Linked DNA regions of Ovis aries: region 1 is linked to region 2. The links are chromatin contacts, called in public Hi-C maps. All regions are on one chromosome and are shown on one strand. The core of a region is the stretch at or near the end of the contact, and the rest is flanking DNA. Distances in the headings are between cores, read along the strand shown. Region 1 holds the start of CCDC88C (coiled-coil domain containing 88C). Region 2 overlaps CCDC88C (coiled-coil domain containing 88C).

Evidence for each region. A called contact is a pair of places that touch in the nucleus more often than the background predicts.
Region 1: a Hi-C map of muscle shows a contact between it and region 2, with 8 times the contacts expected there. The contact joins the promoter of CCDC88C here to the enhancer-like site in region 2. A contact is called at or near these places in 12 of 16 Hi-C or Micro-C datasets (blood, hypothalamus, liver and 5 more).

The regions. Positions count from the first base shown.
Region 1 is chr18:54,002,690-54,007,698 of ARS-UI_Ramb_v3.0, reverse strand. It overlaps CCDC88C (coiled-coil domain containing 88C), which reads left to right and starts at 2,281. Exons shown (of 29, transcript XM_042235379.2): 1 at 2,281-2,463; 2 at 3,238-3,338. The coding sequence starts at 2,404. It overlaps LOC114109130 (a long non-coding RNA gene), which reads right to left and starts at 2,001. Exons shown (of 2, transcript XR_003585816.3): 1 at 1,244-2,001.
Region 2 is chr18:53,906,766-53,911,364 of ARS-UI_Ramb_v3.0, reverse strand. It overlaps CCDC88C (coiled-coil domain containing 88C), which reads left to right. Exons shown (of 29, transcript XM_042235379.2): 12 at 284-428. Among named protein-coding and RNA genes, the nearest start is that of GPR68, 53 kb to the right of the region's middle. Within about 2 kb of position 1,429, at least 5 of the 54 cell types and tissues checked have an H3K27ac peak or open chromatin away from gene starts, as enhancers often do.

The sequences.
Region 1 (5,009 bases), core at 1,032-3,531, 95 kb before region 2:
CCATCACCTGAACTTCAAAATTACCCTGTAAAGTCACCCAGGAAACTCCTTACTCTGATCTTACGGAGTGACAGGGTTTCTAGGAAGTGCCTTGTCCAGCTCATCCAACCCTGTGAAGCCTTCCACTCCTGCAACCTGGGCACCATCCAGTTTACCTGACACCCTGCCCCCCCAGGAAACAAGGATGCTCAGTCAGCTCGCTCCCAACGGAATAAAATGGGGTTGAGCCAATGAACTGCGGATACATCAGTGACAATGAATCAACACAGCAGCTAACTGACCCCCAAACAGAAATTCCTGACATATTTGTGGCCCAGGAGGTGTCGGTGTCCTCAGCAACAACTGTCAGAAAGGCATTTGTCAAATGTATTTCCTAGTGTGAAAGATTATGCTTATCTAATAATTTTAAAGATCGCCTCCTTGTCTTTCCAGAATAGCTGGGATCAATATGAAAAAAAAAAAAATCCCAGCCGCACAGAACAGGGGCCTTTTAAACAGAGGTGGGCATAAATACATATTTTATCTATTTTCCAACTGATTTCATGATATAGGCAATTAGGGATTATTGAATTTCTGGTGCACAAAGAAACCACATAAGCTCGAAATTTTAGTTCTTCTCAGTCTCCAATTTTCCCTTCCATCATCCTGAATTCGGCACTTCTTTTTAGGGATGCCCTGCATTGGAGAAGGAAATGGCAACCCACTGTAGTGTTCTTGCCTGGAGCATCCCAGCGATGGGGAAGCCTGGTGGGCTGCCGTCTATGGGGTCGCACAGAGTCGGACACGACTGAAGCGACTTAGCAGCAGCACCAGCAGTTGACTTGGCTGACTTCCCGGGTGGCTCAGCGGTAAAATATCTGCCTGCCAAAGCAGGAGACCCAGAAAGATTTCCTCCTGGAGGAGGAAACATGCAACCAACTCCAGTATTCTTGGGAATTTCCATAGACAGAGGAGCCTGGCAGGGCCACAATCTCACCCCCTCACCCGCTCAAGTACCACGGAACTCGGCTGCAATTCCACATTTCACCGGCAGATGCCGCAGCCCCAACGCTTGACAGAGTCAACTTTCACATGCAAACCAGCAGCCATTTAGCGCCTACTGTATACTTGCCACCAATTATGCTAGGCGCTTTCAGGCCAATACAGCATCGGTGGGCTCACCTGGGAAACTCTTGAGGATTCGACTAGTTTAACTGTGTAAAATGTTTTGAACAATGACTGAATCGTAGTGTGAAATTATTACCGGCCCAAGGAGAGGTAGAGACCGCCCGATCCACCGCAGCTGTCTCAGCAGAGAGGTTGTGGGTCTGGGCCCAGGGCTGGCTTTCCATCCAGCTGGGGCACTTGTCCTCTTTCCTGTCGCCTACCACCAAGCTGCCGCTACGTCCTCCAGGTAGGAATCCGGAATCCGGCTTCACTCTTGGCAAAGCGGCGGTGGTGTTGGGGTTGGAGGGAGGGGGTGTCCCAGTTGGGCCGGGTCCAGGTCGGGGCGGCCACAACACCCGTTTTTCTGCGGGAACTTCTAAAAGGCTAGCAGCCTGGGAGGTGGTAAGGTGGGGCGCAAGAGGTCGCGCTCCTACGGCTTAAACTCAGCACCAACTTTCCTCCTCTGACTTCCGGGCCTGCGCCCCACCTGCCCACGAGGCCGACCCCAGCACCTGAGGCTGGCGGGCTTGGGCCTGTCGTCACGGAGCCGAACGGGGCCTCGGCGGCACCTGGGAGGCTCCGCGCGGCCGATGGGCTGCACCTGCCTGGGGGCCGGCAGCCTGGCGGTGGCGGGCTCCGCTGGGCCTCCAGCGTGCGGTGTGCCCGAATTGACCTGGGTGGGCAGCGCGCTCTGCTCTCCTTCGGTCTCCCACGCGCGCACCCGGGGAGGCAGAGGCCGGGACCCACGCTCTCTTGCTCTCGGGCCCGCAACGGGCTCCCGGGCTGGTGGCCGACGCACGCGCGCAGCGAGGAGCCACGTGTTGGGGCCCCAAGCCCGCCGAGGCAGCGCTCTCTGCATCTGCGCGCGGCGGCAGCCCCACGTGCGGGCGGCCGGGACGCCCCCTCCCCCTGCACACGTGCGGGCCGCTGCCCCCTCCCGGCGCCCCCGCGCCGCCGCGCCCGCGCCGGGACTCCCTGCTCCAGCACCGCGAGGCGGCGCGCCGATCGCCCAGGGCCGCCAAGGGGCGGGGCCGCCGCCCGCATTGTTCCTCCCCGAGCGGCAGGCCCTCCCCTTCCCCCAGCCCCGGGCGGGGCGCGGGGCCGCCGAAGCCGCGGAACGTGGGCTCGCGCCCCGCCTTTGTCTCCCGGGCGCGAGCCGCCGCAGCCCCGCGCCCGCCGGTCGCTGCCAGAGCCGCTTTGTGCCTCGGCGCGGGGGACGGGGACGCGGGGCGCGGAGCCGGCGGGCGCAGCCTCAGCATGGACGTGACGGTCTCGGAGCTCATGGAGCTCTTCCTGCAGAGCCCGCTGGTGACCTGGGTGAGTGTGCCTGGCTCCCCGCCCCATTGTTGGGGCACCGGCTCCTCTCCCGCCCGCTGGCGATCGCAGTTAAACCCGACCCAGCCGGGGCCCCGGGTAGCCCCTAGACCCAGAGGACTCATCAAGTGCCCTCCGCCCCCCACCCCCCACCCCCAGCCAGGGTCGGGGTCAGTGTCCCGGGGTCTGGGGTTATTTCCAACTCTGGAGACGGCGCGCCGGGTGCAGGACCCCGCCTCGCTCTCGGCCGGGCGGGGGTGCTGAGCGGGTACACCTGTTCCCGCCAGGGCGTTGGGCCGGCGGCCCTGGAGCGACAGGGTCCTAGTGGTCACCCTGGGCGCATGGCTTGACCGCTTGGAAAAAGGACCCACTCCCCTAAGATATCCTCGTGTAGTTTCTGAACCCCTGAGGCCAGCGGGTGGAGAGCAGTGGAGATTAGGGGGTTTCCAGTAAGAACGTGTACAGGCTAGGGTGGGCGCTGTGATTTCCAATAGATCTGAGACGTGAGAAATTTGTTGAAAAGTACCCTTTATTTTATTTTCTTTCCGCTCTGAGACGCCGCAAAAAAGTGGCGAGGAAGTTTTCTTCCTGCTGTCTCTCTTCTGTTGCCTGGCACGGGGAGGGGGATCGAGGCCCGAGAGAAGCGTGCTGTGGAAGGGTGGGTGGCCGTGGGTGACTCCCTTCTGCCCCCAGGGGCTCTGCCCGCCTGGAGAGCTTTAGACTGAGCACGTGGGGGTGACTTTTACTGCCTTACTCTCCGCGTTCCCCTCCCCGCAGGTGAAAACTTTTGGCCCATTCGGAAGCGGCAACCAGGACAACCTGACCATGTACATGGATTTAGCGGATGGCATCTTTCTGAACCAAATCATGTTGCAAATGTGAGTTACCTTCCGGGAGCAAGGAAGGAACGATGCCTCGGAAAGTTGAATTTACGGTTGTAGAAATGGAATGTGAAGTTGCAGGGTTCTCTGCATGTGGGCTCACTGGTATTTCGGTATTAATGGTGTCTTTTCCTGGTTTGTTGGGTGTGAAGAACTCCAGGACAGTGGTTTGGTCAGATGTTTGGTGAAAGGAATTTGAAATTGAGTGACTGTCATCCACATGTTGCAATTGACTTGGAACTCAGGGACTTAAGTGTTGTTTGACAATGACAAGGAAAAAAAAGAAAAACCTTTCTTTTGGGGGGCAAGGAGCTGTAACGGAGAGTGTCTGGTTACAGGAAGTGTCGGGTGGGACCAGAGCATCCGCGAGTGACTATAAAGTTTCATTCGAGGTCAGGACGCCTGTGTTTCTGCCTCCCTTTCATCTTGTGTTTCCAGTTGCCCCAGAGCAAGTGCAATTGGTTAAGGTTCCTTCTTATAAACTGGATTGAAAAGTCACTGTGTTGGGAGGGGCCTGGGGAGCCAGGATGCTTTGGTGCTGTTTGTCTTGAGGCATGGGTTTAAACGGAGTTTTGGTGGAGGTTACACCTGCTAGCATGTTTGACCGCATCCTTTCCTGTTGCTGCATTCTGCCGCGCCTGTCTGATTGACAGCCTGCCACAAGTAGGTGTTGCCTCCTGCCACTGCGTTCTGTTTTTAACTCAGAAAGTGCAGGGAACGTATCGGAACTGAGTGTCTGTATGATTCACAGGCACTTGGAGCAAATGTTCTTTGTGGATCAGGCCCCTGTGCTCACCTACTCACCTGCAACTAAGCAGGTTGTCATCTTGAGCCAGGAACTTATTAGCTGATGAGAATCAGCTGCATTTGTGGCCCCCTGTGGGAGGAGGAGCAGTCAGCTTTGGTATATTCCGAAAGAGGTTTAAATAGATCTACCTACAAAGATCTATTTTAAACAATTTCCTGAGGTCATTGGTCCTGTGGCGTAATAAGTTACTTGATGTCATGCTGTGGCAGAGACATCTCAGTCTTAATGTTTTTTAAGACGCTACCAGTGTTACCTGTTTTGAGTTTGATTAGATTCTAAAATGACGACTCTCTTGTCAGCTTGGCAGTACTTCTTGGTTCACAAGAAGGAGTTTTCCTGGGGTTGTCTCATGGCATATTCAAGTTCTGGCATCTATTTCCCCTCCTCATCCTGCTAGACCCCCCAAAATTGCTGGATTCCAATTGGTGCAACAACCAGTGAAATTTCAACCTGTCCTGTTTAATTAAAAAAACCAGCAGTATCCCCGGCTTTTTCATCAGGGTTTTACACCCAGGCGAGGTGGAGAACAAAAGCCCTGGGACTGTTTCTCTTTCTTCCCTGACCTTTGGAATTCCTGAAGCGTTTACCACTTGCTTGTAAATCAGGAAAGCCTGTTGGACCATTCCTTTGAGAAATGCCAGCTCATCACTTGTTCACACTTGGCCCCGAAGCTAAATGCAGTTTGAAGGGCTTCTCCCTTCCCCTTGACAATTTTCTGTGTTCCTTTCTCCCCTGTGATGTGCCACGGTAATGGTCCTGCAAGTGAGAACTGGTATGTTTGCAGCTTCTCAGGCCTCAAGCAATGGTTCTGGGTCCTCTGGCCAGAGTTAGGCACCAAGAAAGAGAGCAGTGGGGAAGCT
Region 2 (4,599 bases), core at 180-2,679:
TCTTGCTCTAAAGCCCTGGGTTATAAGTCACTTTGTTCAGACAGCATTCAGTTAGAGACCTGGGCGCTCCCATCACCCTCCGTTGCCAGCCAGTGTATCTTTCAGTGGCCGTAACTCCCAGCTGGGCCCTGGGCTAGACTCATTTCTCTTCGGGGAAGCGAGCAGGTGCCTAGAAGGCCTTCCATCCTTTAGGAATGGGGCCGGGGGTGGATACACGGGGGCCGGGGCCTGTCCAGAGGGGTCCCCCAGCCACATTCTCATTCCGTCCTTCTTCCCGTACTAGGACCGGGACACGGATAAGAAGCGAATAGAGGAGCTGCTGGAGGAGAACATGGTCCTGGAGATTGCTCAGAAGCAGAGCATGAACGAGTCGGCCCACCTCGGCTGGGAGCTGGAGCAGCTGTCCAAGAACGCAGACCTGTCAGACGGTAGGGGGCGCCCGGTGCCCAGGAGCCGTTCAGCCCGCGGCCGCTTCCTCATCCAGGGAGCCGAGCCCTGGGCTCTAAATCTTCCGTGTCAGGCCATCCATTCACCCCGAGTAAATAGGATTTCCTTCAAGTGCCATTTGGAACTGTTTCATTACCCTTCTCCCCAAGGAGAGCAGGAGGGGTCTGGCAGCCTTGATGTCAGGACATGAAACACAAATTAAGTGTTGCCAGCTTTCCCAGTTCCCATATGGACAGTCCCAGGAGCTTGCAGGTTAGCTCGCGCTGACACCCGGAGGGCATCAGAGCCCTATCTGTGGACGGTTGAAAGCCCTGCATGGCAGGAGACATCCCCAGCGGTCACTCATCCCCTCTATGAGTGTACCCTGGGCATTATTTTCTCGTTCATTTGCATAATTGGGCAAGACGGATGCAGTCTGTTCTCTGTCTCCCCGGGCAGGGGCTGCTAAGTGGCCGCTTCTCCCAGGACCCAGGCCTCTTCTGGCTTGCACCGCTGCCCCTGCTCGAGACAGACGGGGCGCCTCGGCCAGGGAAGGGTGGGTGGGGCAGCGGTCCGCGCTGCAGCAGGAAGCTTCGGTGCCCAGCAAACAATAAGCCAGTTCCTGTGTTCAGAAATAGCACACGTGCCTGTGATGGAGCGAGTTATTGTTTACTTAGAGCTGCGCAGAACGAGGCAGGGCTTTCGGCTGGGCTGGGAGTCACTTTTTTCAATTCCCACAAGCATCCCCCCAAACAGTAGAAAATTTGTTGAACAAAGCTGGAAAACATCTTCTCTTCGAGGGGTGTCCCATCAGTTCCAAACCAAACATCAGTTTGTTAAACTACCAGCCGGTGAGGGGAGTTAGTTTTATCTGTGCTTTGGGGCCTGTACCCTGTGCTGAGGTCTGAGGATGGGATCTCTTTGATTCCTGGCCCTGGGGGGAAGAGTAGGTCCATTGGAGAGGACCACTGCCCCCTGGTGGAGCAGAGAGGTGGTGCAGGCTGCCGGGGACAGTTCCAGACCTATTGAGAGTATTTCTGTAAGAGACCAGGGTGGCCTATGGGGGTTGGAAAGCCTTGCTCTTTCAGACTACTCAGTATAGTGTATGAGCCCTTTCAGATCAGTGAGCGTGATTTATTCTCAGTGTTCCCAACTCCTAGTGCTTCAGTTCAGTTCAGTTCAGTTCAGTCACTCAGTCATGTCTGACTCTTTGTGACCCCAGGAATCGCAGCACGCCAGGCCTCCCTGTCCATCACCATCTCCCGGAGTTCACTCAGACTCACGTCCATCGAGTCAGTGATGCCATCCAGCCATCTCATCCTCTGTCGTCCCCTTTTCCTCCTGCCCCCAATTCCTCCCAGCATCAGAGTCTTCCAATGAGTTAACTCTTTGCATGAGGTCCCAAAGTACTGGAGTTTCAGCTTTAGCATCATTCCTTCCAAAGAAATCCCAGGGCTGATCGCCTTTAGAATGGACTGGTTGGATCTCCTTGCAGTCCAAGGGACTCTCAAGAGTCTTCTCCAACACCACAGTTCAAAAGCATCAATTCTTCGGCGCTCAGCCTTCTTCACAGTCCAACTCTCACATCCATACATGACCACTGGAAAAACCATAGCCTTGACTAGACGGACCTTAGTCGGCAAAGCAATGTCTCTGCTTTTGAATATGCTGTCTAGGTTGGTCATAACTTTCCTTCCAAGGAGTAAGCGTCTTTTAATTTCATGGCTGCAGTCACCATCTGCAGTGATTTTGGAGCCCCCCCAAATAAAGTCTGACACTGTTTCCACTGTTTCCCCATCTATTTGCCATGAAGTGATGGGACCAGATGCCATGATGTTAGTTTTCTGAATGTTGAGCTTTAAGCCAACTTTTTCACTCTCCTCTTTCACTTTCATCTAGAGGCTTTTTCGTTCCTCTTCACTTTCTGCCATAAGGGTGGTGTCATCTGCATATCTGAGGTGATTGATATTTCTCCCGGCAGTCTTGATTCCAGCTTGTGTTTCTTCCAGTCCTTAGCTAGGAGCTATTGAACATTAGGTTGAATGAAGGCATAATGCAAGTAGAGCCTGAATGCACTTTTTCATGTGTGATTTGGTGGCTTCTTGAGTCAAGAAAGACCTGACTTAAAGTCCTGGCTCCTCCGCTTGTTAGCTGGGTGACCTCTTTTAGAACTCAGTTTCCTTATCTGCAAAGTGGGGATAACGAAGCTGCCTCACAGGAGGCGGTGGTGAAGCTCGATGCCATGCCTGGCCCACGGGCACAGTAAAGGATGCTGTTCTTACAGCCACTGTCTCACTAAAATAGATGCCATTACTCTGCTTGGGTGCTAATGAGCATAGCACTCAGTAATGAACTGTTGTGTCATTGTCATCATCTGTGAAGCACTGGCTTTTATGGAAGAGGAGAGGAGGCTTGTGGTCAGCTGTGTTGTTGAACTTGTAGACCCTTAGGAATTATTCCCCATGGGTACAGAGTTTCAGTCTGGGATGATGAGAAGGTGTGGAGGGGGACAGTAAAGATGGTTGCACATCACTGGGAATGCATCTAATGCTGCAGAGCTGTGCACTTTAAAATGGTGAACTTTATGTTATAATGTTTTACCCCAATAGAAAAATGTTCATTTTCCACAAATACCGTGGTACCATCCAAATGATCACAGGCTCTGAATTAGTGGAGTTTCGGTTGAGGTTTGTTTCACTTGTAGCATAGTTTCGTGTGTGGCGGGCGCATGTGCTTCTGTGTGTCAGCGCTGGACCTGGGCTGCGGACCTTTGTCCACCTCCCCTGCTGTGCTGCCTGTTGTTGCTTGGGGTCTTGAAGACGTTCAGGCTGGCGGGTTCTGAACTGCAGTTCTTGGTGGGAGATGAGAACTCAGAGAGGGTGGCAGATGCCTTTTAGACCTTAGGATATCCGCCCAGAGGATCTGAACACACACGTCTGTGTCCGGTTCGATGTGGGGGACGCCATCGCCCTGCCTGTATCCTTGCCCCTGGGGGTGATGAGTAAGAGGCAGGTAAGGGTGCAGCCCTGTTTTCAGATCAGGCTCCCAGAGCCCAGTATGTGGCACTGTTGAGACAAGTGAGGACAGTACAACCCCAGCCCTTTCTTTCAAGGGCTTTCATTCACACTCCTTTCTCCTCCTGGAAAAGTCCCATGACTTACCTAAAATCCCGTGGCTTACCTAAAGTCATGCACCCGCTGGTGGCAGGAAGAAGCTAAGAACTCCCGTTCCTGACTCTCAGGTTTGTGCCTACTGCCCGCCTTCTCCATATGCTGAGCTATTTGAAGGGAACCCGCTCAGGGGTCCCCAGCCCCCAGGTCGCAGACTGGTACTGGTCCACGTCCCCTCCCCCACCCTGGTCTGTGGACGAATTGTCTTCCATGAAACCAGTCCCCGGTGCCAAAAAGGTTGGGGACCGCTGGAATAAATAATCTTCCTCTTTCTGGCTTTAGCTTGTATTTTCATCACATTTAGGTTTTGTTTTGTTTTTTAGAAAACAACCAAATATTTGGAAATGAATTAATATACCCTTAAGAAACCCCTCGATCAAAGAAAAAAATGAAATAGAGATTAGGAAGCAACTGAATCATACGTAGAGAATTGGTACTATGGGTGTATCAGTTTGTGGAAGGAAACTTACACTAGAAAAGTAGAAAGTAAAATTAATAATATTTGCATTAATTTTATTTTTTATACTTATAAAGGGTGAGATTTTTTTAATTTTTATTGGCATGTAGTTGCTTTCCAATGTTGTGATAGTTTCTGCTGTACAATACAATAAACCAGCTATACGTATACATATATCCCCCTTTTTCAGATTTCCTTCTTACACTTAGAATTTTTAAAGCAGTTTACATACACTCTCTCATTTCTTCCCCCAATGTAATCATGAAATTACAAAATGAAGTCTCCATTCAGGGGACCTTATCCAGGGATGGCAAATACTGGGCATATGTACCACGGAGCCTTCTGCCACCTGTGGCAGACATAACTCGTCGATTATCGTGCCCCTCCTGCTGAGCCACCCAGACTCCTGTTGCTCTCCGAGCTGGCACAGAAAATGTTGTCTGTTTTCCATCTCTCTTAGTCTCTAAGCTCCTTGGGTTGTATGGTCACGTGAGCCGCTTGGTAAAAAATGGTTGACACGATCTTTAACTTTTGCACTGGCGTCTT